Regions from separate parts of the Danio rerio genome. Here region 2 is linked to region 1. Evidence: chromatin contacts called from public Hi-C data. All regions are on one chromosome and are shown on one strand. The core of a region is the stretch at or near the end of the contact, and the rest is flanking DNA. Distances in the headings are between cores, read along the strand shown.

Region 1 (5,765 bases), core at 1,364-3,863:
CTGACATCTGGTATGACCATTGCTTGAGTTTGATGGCATGTTTTGTTAGTTTTATTATAAAACTAATGTTGCCACATTTGTTTACTATTAATATATGTTTATTTTCAGACATCCCATCATGCATAAAATTATTGATAGAACATAAAAATGTGTAATAATAATAATAATAATAAGAAGAAGAAGAATAGCAATAATAATAATAATAGTAATAATAATAGGATATAGTTAAATAATTTACAATACAGAGCTATGTACATTCATTATGCCTTGCATGTAAAAAGAAAACAACTGTTTATTGCAACACATCAATTAAATCATCATTTTTGATCACAGTGTTTGATTTTCATTACCTTCAAGTTTTCATTAACTTGTATTATCATCTGACTACAAAGATCTTTCCCTTTATTTATCATAATATAAACAGTTTACAAAAGCATATTCTTTACAAAATGCTATATACAGTTGAAGTCAGAATTATTAGCACCCCTGTTTATTTTTTCCCCTGTTTTTTGTTTAATGGAGTGGAGATTTTTTTCAACACATTTCTAAACATAATAGATTTAATAACTCATTTCTAATATCTGATTTATTTTATCTTTGCCATGATGACATTAAATAATATTTGACAATATTTTTCAAGATCCTCGTATTCAGCTTAACTTGGCAGGTTAGGGTAATCAGGCAAGTTATTGTGTATTGATGGTTTATTCTGTAGACTATAAAAAATAAATAAATAAAAAAAGCTTAAAGAGGCTAATAATTTTGTCCTTAAAATGTTGTTTAAAAACTGCTTTTATTTTAGCCGTAATGAAACAAATAAGACTTTTTCCAGAAGACAAAATATGATCAAACATACTGTGAAAATGTCCTTGCTATATATATATATATATATATATATTTAACAGAGCAAAGAAATTTTCACAATATGTCTGTCAATATTTTTTCTTCTAATGAAAGTCTTGCTTGTTTTATTTTGGCTACAATAAAAGCAGTTAATAATTTTTTAAAAACCATTTTAAGGACAAAATTATTTGCCTCTTTAGGCAAATTTCTTTTCCGATAGTCTACAGAACAATCCATCGTTATACAATAACTTGCCTAATTACTTTAACCTGCCTAGTTAACCTAATTAACCTAGTTAAGCCTTTAAATGTCACTTTAAGCTGTATAGAAGTGACTTGAAAAATGTCTAGTCAAATATTATGTACTGTCATCATAGCAAATATAAAAATAATCAGTTATTAGAAATTAGTTATTAAAACTCATAAAAACTCAACTTATATTGTTTAGAAATGTGTTGAAAAAATCTTCTCTCCGTTAAACAGAAAACAGGGAAAAAAATAAACAGGGGGGCTAATAATTCCGACTTCAACTGTATATATATATATATATATATATATATATATATATATATATATATATATATATAATAGCATTGTAACTGCAACCCATCTCTGGGTAACTGCAACCCATCTCTGGGAAACATCCATACACACTCATTCACACTCATACACTATGGACAATTCACCTGTACTGAGCTCCAACTCCTCCTCCTATAAGAGCTCAGCTCTGGCCAAGTGGCTCTGCAGTGAGTACCACTTGGCTAAATATGACCCTATAGTGTATGTGTGCGAATGAGAATGTATGGATGTTTCCCAGTGATGGGTTGCGGCTGCAAGGGCATCCGCTGCGTAAAAAATGCTGGATAAGTTGACCCCAGATTAATAAAGGGACTAAGCTGAAAAGAAAATGAATGAATAAATAAATGGGTTTTCCTTCTTCAGGCCATTCTTCAGACTGATGAATGCTCCCGGTTGCCAGGTTTTCACAACAAAAGTATCACAGAACCCAGTCAAAAAGAGCCCGAAACTAGCCCAATAATATTAAAATATTTCACCACACAATTGTCTGTATTTAAATATATATCAATATAATTAATGCATTATGTCAAACTAAAACAACTACTGGCAAGTAGTTAAAAGTAGCGCGGATTTGACAATCTCCTTCAGTCCAGAAAGCAAAATTAAAGTCCGACTATTAGTGACAGACAAGACGTCCAGTTGTAAACTTGTGTTAAACAAGAAGAGTGTTCATAAACACATTTTTGCTTAAAATCAAGATATAATGTTAACGCAGTCCATGACCAACAGTAAAGATCTAGCAATGCACAACGTTAATCTATAAGCAATCTGGGGAAAATTAAAAACGTTATATATTTTATTAAATTTACATGATAATTATATAAAATTTGTATATTTTATTATGAAGAATTTTTGAGCATTACTACATTTAAATTAAATTTTGTTTACGCTGGCATTGCAGTTCCATCAGCAAGAACGAAACAACGTCAAAGCGGGTTCCAACTGTAAAGACTGTAGTAATGTCTCACTTTAAATTTTGACCTAAATTAGTTAAACAAAAAACTTATTTTGCAACCACACAGTAACCATAAAAAACAATGTTTTGTCGATACACTATATTTTTGCTGAAGGAATATATAAAAACGTACAATTAATGTTATTTTACCGACTCTGCTTTTTGGGAATCGCAGTATATGTATTACGGTAATAAGCGCGTCACAGCCTCACGCTGCTGTTCCTTCATGTTTGTTTACAAGCACAGATTCGATGCAATAATGTGCGCCTTTTAACAAAGCAGGAGCCTTGCTGTAGTCAATTATGCTGTACTTAAATACCTTTTTGCCAAGTGTTTGCAGACGCTGTTTTGCAGAGAATCTCTTATGGAGAAGAGGATTGACTACTACACAGAGTATATTCTTCTTATTGACCTACACATTATGTTCCTGCTTTACATTTCACAATCCCAAAGTCTTTACAGTCGATCGTGGTTGTCTGCATACGTACTAGTTAATTAATTAATTATCAACTGTAAACAATATTTTAATAAGACGTTTGAAAGGTTTGCTTTTTTAAGTGCGTTGTCTGTAATGCTGGTGTTTCTTTTTGATTCAGTGGTTGGAGAGAGAGTTAAAATGATGCTTTTCCTCAGATCTGTCAAGAACAAAGCTCGTTCATCAAAAGACTCTGTCACATTTCCCTCATGCACAGAAGGGTGCTGCATTTCTTTCACAGTTCATTTATTGCCCGTAAGTATTGCATATAATCCTGCTAAAGAACTGAAATGTATACATTGGAGAATTACAAATCTGTTTTTGGGGGTCACTAAGGTGCAGAGTTTATTGAGGTAAAGTTGGTTTTATATTCGCACATTCATTCAGTGACAACTTTCCTATTTTGTTTACCATGGTCAAATATTCGGCTTGAAATTGTATGCAAGTATGACTTGGAAACAACATAAGGACTATTTAATTGATTGTGAACAATGTTGTACTTTGATAGTCATTGGATGCTCATATATTTGAAATTTGCAAAGAATACTTACTAAAATGATATTATTAAGGAGAAAGTCCAAATGTGTGATTATAAAACCAACTTTACCTCAATGCAGATTTTAACATTATTTGTAATTAAATATACCTAAAGTAGCTAAATAAAGGTATTCAGATCAGAGATTATCTGCATCCAAATATGCCTACTACTGTATTATTTAGAAGAGTATGCAAGAAATAATATGTGAGCTTGATAGTATGGCTAAATGCATTGTATTCTTAAAATATTATGTGAGAAGTGTCCTGCAGGCTTACTACATCAGATGTGATTCTGTACACCTACTGAACACTTTTCTGCCCCTTAAGGAAACAGGAGAATATTTATTATTTACCACAAAGCTAATGTTGTATGTCACTTGACAGTGAAAAATGGTGGATGATTTGTGTTAATGTCATTTTAAGTTCAGATAAATTCCAAACCAAACTTAGAATTTGCACTCTAGACCATTTTAATGTGTTCATGTCGTTGGCCTACGAATATTTCTTGCTTGTTGTCAAACTATTTCATATCTGTAACAACAAGATTCAATCATAACTTTATGTTATAATAGTTATTGTAACTTTATTCATCAATATATGGAACTTTTTGGACTCTCAGAAGCTATGGAAATTTAAAATGTAAAACAAAAAATACATCAGGACCATTGTTATTGTTTACATCTCTCAAAATGCTCTATACAGTATGTAATGGTGTTTGCATTGGGAGATACAATGTTCTGCAGCTCTTATCAGAGAAAATGTAATCACCAACTTTTATCATGTTTATTTTTATAACAAATCACATCACAGCCTCTTTGTAAATATGGAGTAAGCGGGTGAGTATCTAAAGATAAACCTTTTATTATTTTTACAAATTCTAAATTTAATAAAAACCCTTTTAAAAGATTTACCTAATATATCAAGCTATATGTAAAAAAGTAGATTTGTGTGTGTATTTAGTGACATTTTGTCATCAAATTATTAATTTAAAGAGTCCAATTAAACTTATTCTCAAGTCGAGGTAAAGTTAGTTTTATATGCCCACATTTGCTCTGTGACAACTTTTAACATGCTTGCTATATTGTTTACTATAGTACTTTATATTTTTGGTACAAATTCAGTTAGGTCCATAAATATTTGGACGTCAACCCAATTCTAACATGTTTGGCTCTATACACCAACACAATAGATTTGAAATGAAATAAACAAGATGTGCTTTAACTGCAGACTGTCAGCTTTAATATGAGGGTATTTACATCCAAATCAGATGAACTGTGTTGGAATTATAACAGTTTGCGTATGTGCCTCACACTTGTCAAGGGTCCAAAAGTAATTGGACAGTTGGCTTCTAAACTGTTCCATGGCCAGGTGTGTGTTATTCACTCATATTTCAATTTCAATGAGCAGATAAAAGGTCATCAGCTAAAGCACATCATGTTCATTTAATTTCAAATCCTTTGTGTTGGTGTAAAGAGATAAAAATCTTAGAATTGATTCTATGTCTAAATATTTATTGACCTAACTGTATTTGGTCTGAAAGCACATGCAAGTATGACTTCAAAACAACATTAGCACTATTTATTTGACTGTGAACAATGTTTTCCTTTGATAGTCATTGGCTGCTACTTTGATTCACTATATAGAATCAGTATATAGAATTAACTTTACCTCAATTATTTTCATCTGTCTCCACCTCCTGAAGCAAACATTCAGCTTCAATTATCATGAAATAACTAAGTCAAATTTATTTTTTTTGTGTTTACTCTACTGAGTTAAATATTTGCATGAAACTTCTGTATTATTTATAATTTCAGTTAATCACCTATTGCAGTGTGATTATAGTAATTTTTAATGCAGTCATTTTTATTAAAGTATTTTTATAGTCATCATAAAAATATTAATTTTGTGTCTGTCCCTACATACTGCTACAGTAAACTTTGCTTCATTGTTTATTAAAAGGCATTAAAATATGTAAAGCACTGAGAAAAAGCTCAAAATGATGTCACTTGCAGTGGCAGGAATCTCTGGAAGTGATGTTGATATTCCTTTCTCGTAATTTTTTACAATATGTTTTTGATACATTAATAGTAGTATAATTACTTGTCAATATATTTGATTAATTATGACTTTTAAAAATAGTTATATGATGAAAATACATAAAACTCTATTTTAGATATGCCATGTATAGGCATGGGAGGATAACCGGGTTCAAGATTTACCGCGGTTTGGAAAAGTCAAGGTTTTATTATAGCTAAAATGTTCTGTTTTACCGTTCCCAAGGTATATGTAAGATTTTATGTGTTGTAATCTATGTTATTGAAACTAATGAATACAGCAGAAGTTAATGATTCATTTTAACTATTTAGCTTGACATGTT
Region 2 (5,481 bases), core at 1,135-3,634, 130 kb before region 1:
TCTAGTTTCACTGTTAATAGCTTACTCTGGTGTCCGTGTTAACGTAGAATAAAGCAAGTGCATCGATATCCATTCTGGCCAATCACAGATGTTTCTGTTGAGCTCCTGAGCACACGACCATTCAGCTCATGCTGATATGATCTCTCATTGGCTGCAGCTCGTCACTACATCTGACCGCATGTGGGGGCACATCTGGAATATTAAGCTTGCTAGATATTGGATTTCTGTCTCTGAGGTGTCGGAAACGCTTCAACAAGCCTCTTTGATGCGTTGGTCAGTAGTTCACACATTAAGACTGCTGAGTGCCAAGCACCCGCAGATTTTTCCCTGATCACAGCCCTGTCTGCGAGCTTGTTAACTTCCAAATCGAGCTCAAATCAGGCTAAAAATCCTGTAGTGTGGACTAAGCTTTTGAAATGTGTTTGTGGTCTTTTACTGATTCAGTAGGTGCAGAGAGTAGTGTCAAACAGCCATGTGTGTGTTTTTATCCTGTCGCAAAATGTGGCTAAAAGAACCTACATGATGGTAATAGTTTGATTACGGCCTTCACTCTGCACTTAGCTCTTCAATAGTGTAACTGAAATAGGAATACTCTACATGTCTTAATTCCATTTGGGTTCACGACGATTATGGCTTTTAGTATATCTGAGGTGCCATTCTATCACATGGATTTGAAGCATGGTTAATGTTTGTGGCTGCAGTTGTAGCCTGTGTTGGACGCGGCAGGTAAAAGAAACTGAACTCTGGTAAAAAGAAAACAAAAGTGGTTATGTCACACTCACCCAAGCAAACGAGTGACACGCACAACTCCCAAGCCCAGCCTGGGTTGCCAGGTGTGCAAAGCACTTGACTTGCAGTTTAAATTAAATCCTGCCTCCAATTTTTAGTGCTAAATTCACCCTCATGCTCCAACATCGCAACAACGACTAACTAACTACCATGGTGTCAAAATGGCATACAATTGACATCTAACATTGGACAATCCTGTAATAATAGATGGATGGCATGGATTTCCTGGTGGATGTCCGCTCCTAGATGGAGTAACACAATCCTTTCTTTTGTTTTAATGATTACTAATAAAGTTGAATGTTAAGGGGCCTGGACTATTTCATGACCTCATCCCGCTTCAGTGTAAAACTGGGGTAATATGTGTGTGATTGCTTTAAATGTGTTAAATGATTTGTCTCCTCAAGATCTACCCAGCCAGGCCAGAGGTCATGGAGACCTTTTGAGTGGACCTGGACTCTTGAAGAATTGGAAACAACTATCTATATTGCAATTTACTAATGTGTTAATTATGTCTGAAGTGTTATTAGCCAATTTAAGTGTTACATCTTTTAAACTTTGTATGTAAGCTAATTTGTATGTAGATTATACCAATTTTTAATCAGTTTTGATGAAGACGACCGAAAGTACAGTTAATTATTCAGGGGGGCTAATATTTCTGACTTCACTATGTACACACTGCCCCCCCCCCCCCCCCCCTCTCTCTCTCTCTTAAACATGTATTTATTCTTGAACATAGCTGCATATTTACTTTTTCCTCAGGTCAACATGCTGAGAAGCTGTCTGTCAATCAACATGAACCTGTCAAAAAATCCAATGCAATTTATTTTTAACGATCGATGACCCCCTTTTGATGACTGACAAGCAGCCTCTCACTAGCATGTTAATACGCAAACTACGCTCAAGAATGAATAAATGTTTGAAAGGGTGAAAAAAAAAAACTTAGCTTAGCATTTTCTTATTTCCCCAGTATTCGTTTAATTTTTTTTAATTATTTACCTGCCCGCACTATTAATTATTTAAATATTTATTCAAGTAGGAATTTGTGAATTTTTATAAACATTTGTGTATTTATTTGCATATTTATTTATTCATTTGCATATTTATTTATTTACATATTTATGCTGGAATTTATGGATTTATTTATTTCTTTGTTTATTTATTTATTTTTATTAATTGTTTCAGCATGTTTTGTACTCATAGCCTATAAAAAAGGCAAAGAAGCAAAATATTCTAACATGATGAATAGTGGAACACACTATGCTGAATAATACCACAAATAAATAAACCTTCAACAGGATTTTGTCAGAAATGTAGAACAGGAGATTCAACATGTTATTTGCACTTGAGATACTGAAGGAACAAGAAATACTTGGATGGGAATACTGAAAAAAGTAGGTTGGAATATATGAGCTAAAGCTTCAATTATATATTTACTTATGCAGATAGAGGGTCTGTGTATCTTAGGAGAACAGATTTTTGTTTATTTATTTTTTTCTTCAATGCAGTAGGTGGCGATAATCAAGTGATCCCCGCCATAAAACTGAAGAAGGAAAAATTTGAACAACGTAGTTCCGGGTTTGACGTGATGACGTATAAGCTTCCGCCATACGCAGCATCTAGATTCAAACTAGTCGGCGGTTAAAAAGAAAAACACAAGAAGCAGCAAGGACTGAAGTCAGATTCAACCAAACTTAACATTCAAGATGTCGAAGACGCTGAAGGGAATCACGCTGAAGGGGAGCGCGGAGCTTGTTGCTGAGTTTTTCTGTAAGTAATGTTTTTGGGCACGTGAATGCGTTGTGATGCGTGAATGGTGAAAGCGAGTGGCGTCGTGAGGAGTCTGAAGATTCTGTTTCGGGCCATTGCTTTTTAACGTCCCGTACAGTCACTATTCTCTATTTTTGCGCTGCTGTTTATCGCAAATTTAACGTCACACGTGTTTGAGTTGCATATTTGATATTTTTTTATGGCTCAGAATGGAAATATAACACATAATGTTACGTTATTACTAGAGGCAGTAACTAAACGAAGTAACGTTCGTTAACTTAGTAAGTTAAGTTAACGTTAAACATCTTCAGTGTTCCAGAAAAAGCTTGATGCAAAAGTTTCACTTACAAATCACAAGTTTTCTTTTAAAATACACGAAAGAAATATAGTTTTAAGTTCAGATGGTGTTTGTTTTAAAACATGACTGTCAATATATGAAAATCTAGACTTTTATTCAAATATATAATACATGAATTTGCTTGATAAACAATACATTTGAATGTCATAAGTAGGGCCAGATAGAATCTGCGCACATTTCTTTGCTATTTCTGTGTAGTATATTGTGAAAAATCTGCAGATTTATGCCAAATGATTTTGGGTAAATCATAACAAAATGTTTAACTTTAATGTTTACAATGCAAGTCCTATTAGATCCGTTTATTTGGTAAACAAAGCAATTCTCATATAATATTGCTACCATATATCTGCAAAAAGATGGATATTATTACTTTAAGTTTATCATATTAACGTTTTTATTTTAATCGATAATACTACTGAAATTAATAAAAAACGAAGATATATAAATGAACTTAGATTTACACACAACTAAACATATGGACTCGATGGGCTAATAATTACAGATTTCTGTGCGCGCAGATTCCATGTGGGCCTAGTCATAAGACATGTTGTAGATTGGTTTTTATTTTATTTTTTTTTTTGCAATGTTTTTATAATGGTGATCATTTTGAGAAATTCGGTGTCAAATATGTTGCACACTGAGTAGTTTATTTGGAAAATGAACTACATTTAAATATGTGTGCATTTGCCTTTTTTATTATAAAACAGATCTTTGTTATTTGCAGCATTTGGTATCAACAGCATCCTGTACCAGCGAGGAATTTACCCAGCAGAGACCTTCACCAGAGTCACACAGTATGACATGAGCCTTCAACTGACCACAGATACCAAACTGAAGAATTACCTCACCAATGTCATCTCACAACTCAAAGGTTGGTTTTCACCCACGTGTCCAAGGGAAGAAATATAGTTTACATTTATGACTGTTAATTTCAACAGTAGCTATGAAGTGTAGTAGGAGATGCATACATTGAAGGCATGAGTAATAGGGACTTTAAGCACTGGATGATAATGAAATGTCAATGTCAAATGGTCCAGGATTGCAGTGTTTGTTGTCATAGCTAAATAACACGAAAATCACCAAGCATCGAAACAAATGCAAGTGAAGAGTTGGTTTTGGCATTAAATTATTATTTAATGGAATGCGTCTTATGCCATTAATAAACATTGAAATTTCTTATCTATTAGCCTATTTTCCTAGACATTTATAGTTTTTAGTTTAGTTAAGTTTATTTGTTTACAGGGTCAATGCACATTAGTAAACATTACTGTAAAATGTGCCAGAATTAGCCAAGAATGGCTATTTTTCATCCGTAGACCCCTTACAGAATGTTAAAGTCACACCTAAAATAGAAGCACAATATTAAACATTAAATACACTTTCATGTAAAATATACAGTTAAAAAAGTAAAGGAAAAAAAAGAACAGACTGATGGCAGCAGAGGACAAAAAGCCAAAGACAACAGTACAAATGTGTCAAGAATACAGTATTAATGCTGACAATGCTGATTTGTCTGTAACCAATTTTTAACATGAGACTGAAAAGAACAAAAAGTGCATGATCTTCTAATTGTTGGTGGGATGGAGTTCCATTTCCTAGCAGCTTTCACTGAAAATACAGATTGACTGAATTTACTTTTTTTGAGAGGAATAATGCAGTCCCCTCTGTCACCTCTAGTAGTTCTGTGAGCAGTCGTTCTAATATTTACAAACTGATTTAATGGTGAAGTTGGGTTATGTTAAGTCTTAAACATTAAACAGATATGTACATATTTATCTAAATTTTCCCAACTATGCCGGTTGTATTTCTTTAATATTAAACAATGGTGATATTGAACTAATTTCTTATCAAGGGTTTTTATAGATTGTTAGTAAAATCCATGTAGCAGTTAAAATTAGAAGCACAATATTTTCTTTAAAGCAAACACTGGTTTTCAACACTTGTATGTCTTAATATAATGTAAATGATGCTGGTTTGTGAAGTATGTAAAAAAAAAAATTACTTGGATCATTGGTGTATAATCTTGTTGCTCTGCCTCTGGTGCTCCATCTGTTTCTATTGTAAATGTGGGACAAATGAGGATGCAAAATAATGATAAATTCACAATATAATGACAGTATTTGATCATGCCAATGTTAATCAGTCACTGATGGAGAAAGTTTCACCACTCATTAACAGAGAGCTGTTTCACATCGAACAGTAAGTTCAGAATTTCTGCATCAGCAATGAACCCACTGATTTTGGCTAGTATCGGCATGTTTGTTTGATCTGTTCTCAACGTCAATTTCACTTAGGGTGCTTTCACATCTAAATGTTTGTTTCTAAACATGGTGCGTTTGACTCGTTAGCGCGGTTCGTTTGACATATGTGAATCCAGCAATTGTGCTGATACACATCAAAACAATCAGTCCGAGATCGCCTGAATCACGTGGTCTCGGCTTGATAGAACAAGCTTTGGAGCGAATTAATTGTAGCGAGAAAGCAATACGAAACAATAAACTAACAAACCAGATTATATCAGTAAATGTGATAGAAACAATAATGAAAACCAGCATTCCTTTGTCTGA

What was found. A called contact is a pair of places that touch in the nucleus more often than the background predicts.
Region 2: a Hi-C map of hematopoietic stem cells shows a contact between it and region 1, with 2.7 times the contacts expected there. The contact joins the promoter of mad2l1 here to the promoter of sirt3 in region 1. A contact is called at or near these places in 5 of 18 Hi-C or Micro-C datasets (caudal fin, embryo, hematopoietic stem cells and 1 more) and 2 of 4 datasets of contacts at active chromatin or transcription factors (caudal fin and embryo).

What each region holds. Positions count from the first base shown.
Region 1 is chr7:58,497,976-58,503,740 of GRCz12tu, reverse strand. sirt3 (sirtuin 3) reads left to right here and starts at 2,613. Exons shown (of 8, transcript NM_001080174.1): 1 at 2,613-2,769; 2 at 3,010-3,106. The coding sequence starts at 2,679.
Region 2 is chr7:58,626,681-58,632,161 of GRCz12tu, reverse strand. It overlaps mad2l1 (MAD2 mitotic arrest deficient-like 1 (yeast)), which reads left to right and starts at 2,384. Exons shown (of 5, transcript NM_001017739.1): 1 at 2,384-2,556; 2 at 3,639-3,785. The coding sequence starts at 2,493.